Regions from separate parts of the Bicyclus anynana genome. Here region 2 is linked to region 1. A link is a contact called in public Hi-C data. All regions are on one chromosome and are shown on one strand. The core of a region is the stretch at or near the end of the contact, and the rest is flanking DNA. Distances in the headings are between cores, read along the strand shown.

What was found. Hi-C and Micro-C count contacts between places; a contact is called where the count stands out from the background.
Region 2: a contact with region 1 is called in a Hi-C map of whole larva, with 9 times the contacts expected there. The contact joins the promoter of LOC112057974 here to the enhancer-like site in region 1. A contact is called at or near these places in 2 of 2 Hi-C or Micro-C datasets (whole body and whole larva).

Annotation. Positions count from the first base shown.
Region 1 is chr20:8,907,880-8,912,713 of ilBicAnyn1.1, forward strand. It overlaps LOC112057970 (membralin), which reads left to right. Exons shown (of 11, transcript XM_052887887.1): 5 at 127-361; 6 at 1,399-1,489. Among protein-coding and RNA genes, the nearest start is that of LOC112057970, 9.7 kb to the left of the region's middle. Within about 2 kb of position 2,887, at least 3 of the 8 cell types and tissues checked have open chromatin away from gene starts, as enhancers often do.
Region 2 is chr20:9,225,939-9,230,772 of ilBicAnyn1.1, forward strand. LOC112057974 (dystroglycan 1) reads left to right here and starts at 2,017. Exons shown (of 20, transcript XM_052887874.1): 1 at 2,017-2,222.

The DNA of each region.
Region 1 (4,834 bases), core at 1,637-4,136:
ATATCTAGCTTCATCGCCCGCAGAGTCACTCCGAGCTTTCTAATGAAACTTTCACTAGAACCAAGCACTGTTAAAATCGGTAATAGCTTTACAAAAATACAATAAAGAATAATTTTGTTGTTTCAGATGAATTCTACATTCTAGAATATTCTCTAGAATATGGTTTCCTGAGACTGTCGCCTAGCGCAAGACTTCGCCTGAAGATTCCGGTGAAAATCGTTACATTGGACCCCATGAAGGACAAATGCTTCGGCGATTCGTTCTCTCGGTTCGTGCTTGACGAGTTCTTGGGATACGACGACCTTCTGATGGCCTCCATCAAGGGATTGGCCGAACAAGAGGATAATAAGGGCTATTTGAGGTAAGTGCAAGCTTTTTGATGCAAAAAAGGCTAGTTGACACTTTTTTTAGAGTTCCGTACGTATTTTAAAATGGTCTTAAATAGTTCATTATCGTTCTACAAGACTGAATCTATTTTTCATATTTTTTGAGACTTGATAACATAAAATTTTTAGTCTTTAAATATGTCTTTGATAATACGAGCCAAAACGCCTGTCGGCCATGACAGTCTATATTTCAACTGTTTCATGACGTCCGTCGACGACGAATAAATCCCATACAAATGGAGCGATTGACAAAAATATTAGTTAATAAATAATTTGACGTTTAGTACCTACATCAAGTGTGTTAGTGACGTCACGAAATGGACGACAGCGTTTTTGAAGTTTGAAAAATTTGAAAAAAATTCGTGATATTTAAATTAAGTTTTATAAGAAATCCTTAAGTTTTATTAATTGACTAGTGGACGCCCGCGACTTCGTCCGTCCTAAGACCTCTTTAATCCAACACTTAACGTTGTATCGCTGTAAAAATGGAGTAACTTCTCCCATTTTCCCAACATTTCCCTTCACTGCTCTGCTCCAAATGATCGTAGCATGACAATAAGTATACTATAACCTGCCCAGGAGTATGAAGAATAATTATACCGAGTTTTGTTAAAATCCGTCGAGTAGTTTTTGTTTCTATAACGAACATACAGACAGACAGACAGACAGACAGACAGACAGACAGACAGACAGACAGACAGATAAAAATTTTAGTCAGTATCGATCCCTAATCACCCCCTGATAGTTATTATTTTGGATATATATTTTATGTACAGAAATTAACATTGTTTATATTAAATTTGATATGAGTCAACTACCCTATTAAATAAATAGTCATCTCAACTTAACTAAATCTAAATATCATGACATAATTATCGAGACGACAAATAGACAAATGTCGACAAATAGCGGCGGAACCGAAGGTATGGCTCTCTTTCGTTACGATGTAACGAAATACGGAGTGATGTTATAAATTAAAAAAAAATCAATTTTGACTTTGAATTTGTTTCAGAAATGTGATCACCGGCGAGCACTATCGTTTCGTGTCGATGCTGACAGCGCGCAGCTCCTATATCGCTGCCTTCTTTATTATGCTGGTCTTTGTAAGTACATAGTCTATAATTTCGTTTTTAAAGCTCCTTCTTACGGCATACTCGTCGTCATCAACCCATATTCGGCTCACTGCTGAGCTAGAGTCTCCTCTCAGAATGAGAGGAGTTAGGCCAGCAGTCCACCACGCTGGCCCAATGCGGATAAGGCAGACTTCACACACGCAGAGAATTAAGATAATTCTCTGGTATGCAGGTTTCCTCACGATGTTTTCCTTCACCGATTAAAACACGTGATATTTAAATTCTTAAAATGCACACAACTGAAAAGTTGGAGGTGCATACCCCGGATCGGATTCGAACCCACACCCTCCGGAATCGGAGGTAGAGGTCATATCCACTGGGCTATCACGGCTCTACAGCATACTCACAAGAAATAAAATAAATTTACTTGACACACACAAAAACACAAAACAATATAATGGAAGATACAAAAAACAATATTAAATAAAATTACTAACATGAAAAGACGGAAAACAAAATGGATAAAACCGGCCAAGTGCGAGTCGGGCCATGCGCAATGTAGGGTTCCGTAGATTAAGTTAGCACTTTAATCTCCTATGTAATGCACAAAAATACCGATAACGATACCATGGGAAAGACGATAAAAATTCATCCTCGTATGTAGGGAAGGAAATCTAAAATGGTTTTTTTTTTAATTTTCTCTTTATAACTGTGTAGACGTAATTAATATACAATTTTTTTTAATTCTTTACATATTAGTCCTTGACTACAATCTCACCTGATGGTAAGTGATGATGCAATCTAAGATGGAAGCGGGCTAACTTAGGAGGAGGATGGAAATCCACACCCCTTTCGGTTTCTACACGGCATCGTACCGGAACGCTAAATCGCTTGGCGGTATGTCTTTGCCGGTAGGGTGGTAACTAGCCACGGCTGAAGCCTCCCACCGGCTAGACCTGGACCAATGAAGAAAACCTCAATTGGCCCAACCGTGGATCGAACCCAGGACCTCCGTCTTGTAAATCCATCGCGCATACCACTGCGCTACGGAGGCCGTTGAAATATATTTTGTGTCCTTATTTATTGTCATGGGGTAATAAAAAGCTAGAAATGATAATAATTCTTCTCGAGGTATATTGAATTGAATAAAAGGCATTCATTTATATTTCAAATATCTTAACGAGTTATTTTTATTGATAAAAATTCATTAGTAAACACTCGTTAAAAACGGGGTTTTCAAAATACTTTCACCCTAGAGCAGTATTATTAAACGTATGTATGTAGAATTAATAAAAAGAACTAAAATTTTGTTATTTCAATATGCCTGCCATCTAGCGGCGAGTAGCGTCATTACTATGAAGCATTGAAAAAAGTCCAACTCACCAGGAAAATGAAGAAAGCGTGTAGTTATCTTTCCTCTGGTGTACCTAGTTGTTACCTAGAAGTTCCTCCTCTCACCGACAGATGGTGTTTTTGGTGTTATAAAATGGATGTTACACTGCACGAAATTACGAATTTCAACTAAATATCTTAAAAATTGTTCATTTATTATGTAAGATTATGTACAATTTTTATAGCGTATACTTACTCCATTCTAAGTTAGGTGTCGAAGAGAGCCACTTTTTATTCTTTACAGGTTAGCCGTATACTCTATTGTAGGTTAGGTGTCGTAGAGAGTTTTTTTATTCTTTGCAAGTTAGCCCTTGACTACAATCTCACCTGATGGTAAGTGATGATGCAATCTAATATGGAAGCGGGCTAACTTGTTAGAGGGAGGATAAAAATCCACACTCTTATCGGTTTGTACACGACATCGTACCTCTAAATCGCTTTGCGGTACGTTACCGGTAAGGTGGTAACTAGTCACGGCCGAAGCCTCCCACCAGCCAAATCTCAATCGGCCCACCCGGTGATCGATCCCAGGACCTCCTTGTCTTGTAAATCCACCATGTATACCATCGCGCCACGGAGGTCGTCATACGGAGGACTTTAGGATTTACTCGAGCGTGTCCGAAAAGTATTTTTTTCTAACTACGTATCTTTCTATCAAATCTAATTGGTCTCGCGACGCTCGAGTCAGTACACTTTTAGCATCATAGCCTCCCCTACCATTGGTTTTAGATCAATTAATAGCCAAAAGCGAGGCGCGGCCCCTCGCTCGCCACTAAAATCAGGACTCTTTCCCCAAGTTACAGTTATAGCACTTTTACAGCCCTTTCAAACTTTATTACGGTACCAAATTCCACCTTTATATCGCGCGGCACGTCTTATGTGTGTTTAACAAAACTCCTTATGGACTTTACTTACCCGGCGTTCTTAGGAATGTTAGCAAAAATTGTTGCCATAGTAAAAAAAATTCAAGCCAAGATTCGAGAAGCACAGGGTGTCTTAATAGGCTATTTGACACTTTTTTTAAATGGTCTTAAATAGTTCATTAGTACTAGATTAAATTTTTTTTTATATTTTTTTGAGACAATTACATGAAAAATTTAGCTTTTAAATATGTTTTTGACAATATGAGTCAAAACGGCTGTCGGCCATGACAGTCTATATTTTAAGTGTTTCGTGACGTCACTATAATAAATCCCATACAAACGGAGCGTTTGACAAAAATTTTGTTAACAATTAGCTCGATGTTTATTAGGTACATCCAGTGTGCGTCACAAAATGGACGACAGCGTTTTTGACCTTTAAGTTTTTTAAGAAACCCTTAACTTTTATTAATAGATATCGATATATTTCGGACCCTCATTCCATGTACTACACGAAATCAATATTGGTTATATTAAATTTGATATGAGTCAACTATTGCTTATTTTTGAAAGACGGTTTGCCACTTTGTCATTGTTTTATTGTCATTTAAAGCGATACGGGGGAAAGCGTGTGATATCGACAATCGCAATTTAAAATTATCGCAACCAAACGCCATTTATGGTAAAAAAAGTCCATGAATTTTCTTAAGTGTGGTACCGTTGAATTGAAATAATATCTATTAGTATAGATTTTATTTAATCAAGCAGCGAGGTATCCATTTTATGGCGATTAATATTCCGGTCTTTGGTTCATACCTACTGTGCGAGCCGCACCAGGCATTAGGGGTATATTGCGGATGTCAGAGCGCAGAGGAATTGTATTAATCAATTGTCAAGCGTGCATATTGCCGGACATATCTCCGGTTTCACGGCTGTCAAAGCACAAAGTAAATTGTGGAATTCCGCCGAAACGCAATTGATTGCCGCCCATCGCTCATAAATTGACAGACATTACAAATCTATTTGTCCGGTCCAACGTTGCAAATGTATAGATATTGTTGCGTACCATTTTGACAATCCGAATCGCTTTATACAATTACGGTGTGCATGATAGGGTTAAGTG
Region 2 (4,834 bases), core at 767-3,266, 320 kb after region 1:
AAGATGTTCCTCACTTACTTAATATTAATAATAATAAAGCCTTAATTTCCAATAATTTAAAAGTAATTGCAAAACATTATTCATTATAAATTTAGTATTAATTTTAAACATGTCAATTTCAATTTAAAATGTTAATAAATATTATAGGTCAGAAAAATTCTTCGTCATTGTTAAGATTATGTCACTGCTTTATGTCAGTTAATTATTGGAACGCCCATTTTTGGGCATAGACCTCCTCCATCCTTCTCCATGTATCTCTATCCTCACTTACTTGCTTTTTGGTAAATACTCGTAAATAAAAATAAAGCTCGGAAAAGAAAAATAATGTATTTTTTGCCATATGTTGCAATTCCCACCGGCCTCCGCCATCTTAACGAGCCGTCATACAGTTGTGACAGGCGACGTTGAGGTCCGTATCTTCAGCTTTCATCTATTCTGAATGGACTCATTATTTTTGTTTGGATTTAAATCTTGACAAACCCTCTCACAAATCTATATTAGGTACTATCTATTATCTATCTATCTATCTATACTTACAATAAATCTGTAGAGAGATCAATTCTGTACATGAAATATATTTCCAAAATAACTATCAGGGGGTGATTAGTGATCGATACGGATGCCAAAATGCAATCAGTAAAATTTTGGTCTGTCTGTCTGTCTATATGTTCGTTATAGAAACAAAGACTACTCAACGGATTAAAACGAAACTTAAAGCCTCATCACCGAGGGGTGGTGGTTCGATCCCCGCCCCGTTGGTCTATTGTCGTACCCACTCCTAAGCACAGTGTTTCTCGACTAGTTGGAGGGAAATGGGAATATTGGCCATATTACAAAAGATATGGCAAATAAGTATTCTTTAAAAAAAAAACTTGGTATAATTATACTTCATACTCCTGGGGAGGTTATAGTATATTTTTCATCACGCTACGATCAATAGGAGCAGAGCAGTGAGAGAAAAGTTAAAATAACCGAAAAAAGTTACTGCATTTTTACAGCGATACTACTGTAAGGGCTGGATTAAGAAGGTCAAGGGCGGACGAAGTCGCGGGCGCCCGCTAGTACAAAATAAATAAAATTGTATGTATGTAATTTTTAATTATCACTCATAGTAAGTGATGATGCAATCTGAGATGGAAGCAGGCTAACTTGTTAGGAGTAGGATGAAATCCACACTCCTTTCGGTTTCTACACAACATCGTACCGGAACGCTAAATCGCTTGGCAGCACTTCTTTTCCGTTAGGGTGGCTACTAGCCACGGCGGAAACCTCCCACCAGCTCTACCTGGACTAATTAAGAAAACCTCAATCGGCCAATTCGGGGATCGATGAGGATCTCCGTCATAAAGATTCACCGCGCACACCACTGCGCTATGAAGTTAGTATTTTAGACAGGTAGGTAAAAAGTTGATAGGCAGGTAAAAAGTAGATAGATAGGCAGTAAATTAAATTATCTCAGAATATTAATCTTTTTAATAAAAAAAAATTAAAGTAATTCATAACTGTGTCATTTTTTAATGTTGTGTTACAGTCAAGTTAAGTATAGTACTCAGACAGTAAACAGAATCTAAACTTGAATTTCTTTTAGAATGGTCAGTTTTTTTAACTACATTTTTGTGGATAATGAAAACTACCCTTAACATGTGTAAACTAGCGACATCTATTGACGAGTAGATAAAAAAAAATTATTAGCGCCATCTTACAGATTTTCTACTTACGTTTAAGAAATACTTCTCGACGCTAGATATCGCACAACAAGTTACTACTTTTAGAACTTACACGGCCATCTGTGTACATAAAACTTATTTACGTAGAAAAATGTTTCTGTGCCACGCTAGATGGTGCTATTAGCATATTTCTTGTGGTCTAAGGATGGTAAAGGGTGAATGAGTAAATTCCTTGGGCGTCTTCTTCATGTTTTTACTTTTTTGTGATTTTTTATCTGTAGTCAGTTGAACAAATGACCGAGCTGAATGAAATCTTCGAAGCCTGTTTGACAAGACGAATGTATTGCAATCACAATCCAATCTGAAGAGTGAAGGTGAACTGTAAAGAGTGAAGAATTTATATTTATGTGTTACGCCCGGTCCGCGCCGGGATCCGGGGTTAGTGACTTGACTTAGTGATAATGTGGTGTGTGTGATATTTTTTGTGTTGTGTTTTGTTTATAAACCTATATTTCCATAGTTTACTTCCTTCTTACAGCAACTAACGAACGATACGTAAGTACTTAACCATTTGTTTATTTCCAAATTAGTCATAAATTAAATCTACACTATTCTAACTTAAACGTAAAGGTGATTAAGGTGTTTCGATTCTGGAACCATTATTGGCGAACACAGCTTTACGTCCTGAAAAGTTAAGCTTCCTTGTGGTGGTATTCACAAAGCTAATCTCAAAAGGTTCAGAAAGTTTTGAAAGTCACGTGATGGCTGATAACTTGAATATGGTTTTTAAGTTTGTAGAAAAAAAAAAAAAACAAAAAATGTACAAACCGTAGTCTACAAACTACCTTTTCCATCGAATTTAGTTCTAGACGTGAAAGTTTGGATGGATGGATGTAACAATGTTTGTTTTCTCTTAAGGTGACAGAAAGGCTGAATGGATCTAGAGGAAATTTGGTACAGAGGTCTATCGACCCTTAGAATTTGGCACAGAGGTCTATAGACCTATTGAATTTGGCACAGAGGTCTATAGACCTATTGAATTTGGCACAGAGGTCTATAGACCTATTGAATTTGGCACAGAGGTCTATAGACCTATTGAATTTGGCACAGAGGTCTATAGACCTATTGAATTTGGCACAGAGGTCTATAGACCTATTGAATTTGGCACAGAGGTCTATAGACCTATTGAATTTGGCACAGAGGTCTATAGACCTATTGAATTTTGTAGAGAGGTATAGACCTATAGAATTTGGCACAGAGGATTACAAAGTCTGGAAGTGTGGGCATATCATGTGTGTTAAAAAGTAGCATATATTTTATTTCAGACTATCTATCAGTCTCCAACCCAATTTCAATCAGACTGTCAATCAAGAGGTATAATTAAAATATTATTTATATTTTTTGTATAGCTTACCCTATAAACTTCTTGAACAACCAAGATCAATAAGGTACAACACTACTGGGTAATCTTTTTTCTTTCTTTTTAAAAAAAAGAATATTTGCCATACTTTTTTTATAATATTCCCATTCCCCTCCAACTATTAGGGAAAGACTGTCTCAGGAGTGGGTACAACAATAGACCAACGGGGTGAGGATTGAACCACCACCTCTAGTGATGAATCCGACCCCTCTTACCGTTGAGCTATTGAGGCTTAAAATTGGTATGCTTTATACTTATTTTTAACCGACTTCCAAAAAGGAGGAGGTTCTACGTTCGGCTGTATGTATGTTTTTTTTTTTTAATTAATATATGACCCAGGAATCTCTGTATAAACATCAGTTCACAATATTATACTTTGACTTTTACAATTATATTCTGTCTTTGAATACTTTTAACTGAAATAGTACAGAATCATCAATATTTTGAAGGCGATAAGTGATCTTAGAGCTTGTTCTTGCCTTCAAAATGATTCTTATGAGAACACATCCTACAATACAATATATTGCCTTGTACCTATTCACCTGAGATATAGATGTTAAATATGCCTAAGCCATTGCACATAGCAATGTCATGGTGAGATTTGAAGCATGATACTATGTTTAAAATTCTAAATTAAAAAATTCTAAAGTAAATCTAGCTGCTGAAAATGACTGCTGATATCACCAAATGATTGAAGCTGATGCTCTATGCTCCAATACGGCTGTCAGTTGCAGTGATTTTTGACTCATATATATGTGACATTCATTATTAGATGTTAAGTAAATATTAATAATACTTGTCATCAAAAAAATCAAAACAGTCTGCAAGTACTGTTCAGGTGAACTGTTTAAATTTTTTTTGATGAGAAATGTAAACCACCAAGTTACCAAGATGATGGGTTATTATACTCAATAACAAGTTACCACAAACTGCTACCACTAAAAAATTCTTGAAAGAAAAACTCTACATTTCATAGCCTTAACCAAAATTTAAACCAGGACATCATAAACTGTAGCCGCACAGGCTATTTATTACATTCAATTATATTGTTTCATATGTAAATAATAATTACATAGATAAGTAATATACAGTCCAATAAAACCTAAATTTATTTATCATGTAGGCATGTTTCGGTTAACTAATTAAGTCATAATTAAGTAATTTTTATTAAATTAATTACATGTAAGAAGAAGGAAAATGAAACAAATGTAAATCAAAACTATTAATATTAACTTTGAGTTTCTTTTCCCTTAGATTACTTATTTACTTTGGGGTATAAAAAATAGATGTTGTCACTTCTCGAAATGCACACAAAATTTTATAAAAATCAGTCCAGCAGTTTCTGAGGAATTTGTTGGTAACTTATACCACAACACAAGAATAATAGTAATACAGAAAAAACAAGTATTCATACTTAGTATTTTAAAAAATACTTTTTCTGTGAGATAATACAGTAAATGTTAATAATTAACAAAGAACATACTTACATATACATAAAAAAATCTTACCAATCAAACTGAGAATCTCCTCCTTTTTGAAGTCAGTTAATAACACAAAGTAGTATTGATTGTCTACTTTTCAAAGTTTTTTTGCTTTAGTGGTAAGGTGTAAAGCATGTGGTTGACTGTAGACATAGTGCATCAGTGTCAGTCTCAGACCAAATACCTATGGACTTGTATTGCAATAAAATTCACCAATAAAAATGTCTAATTTTTGAGGGAATGAGGTAAAGCCACACATTGAAAAT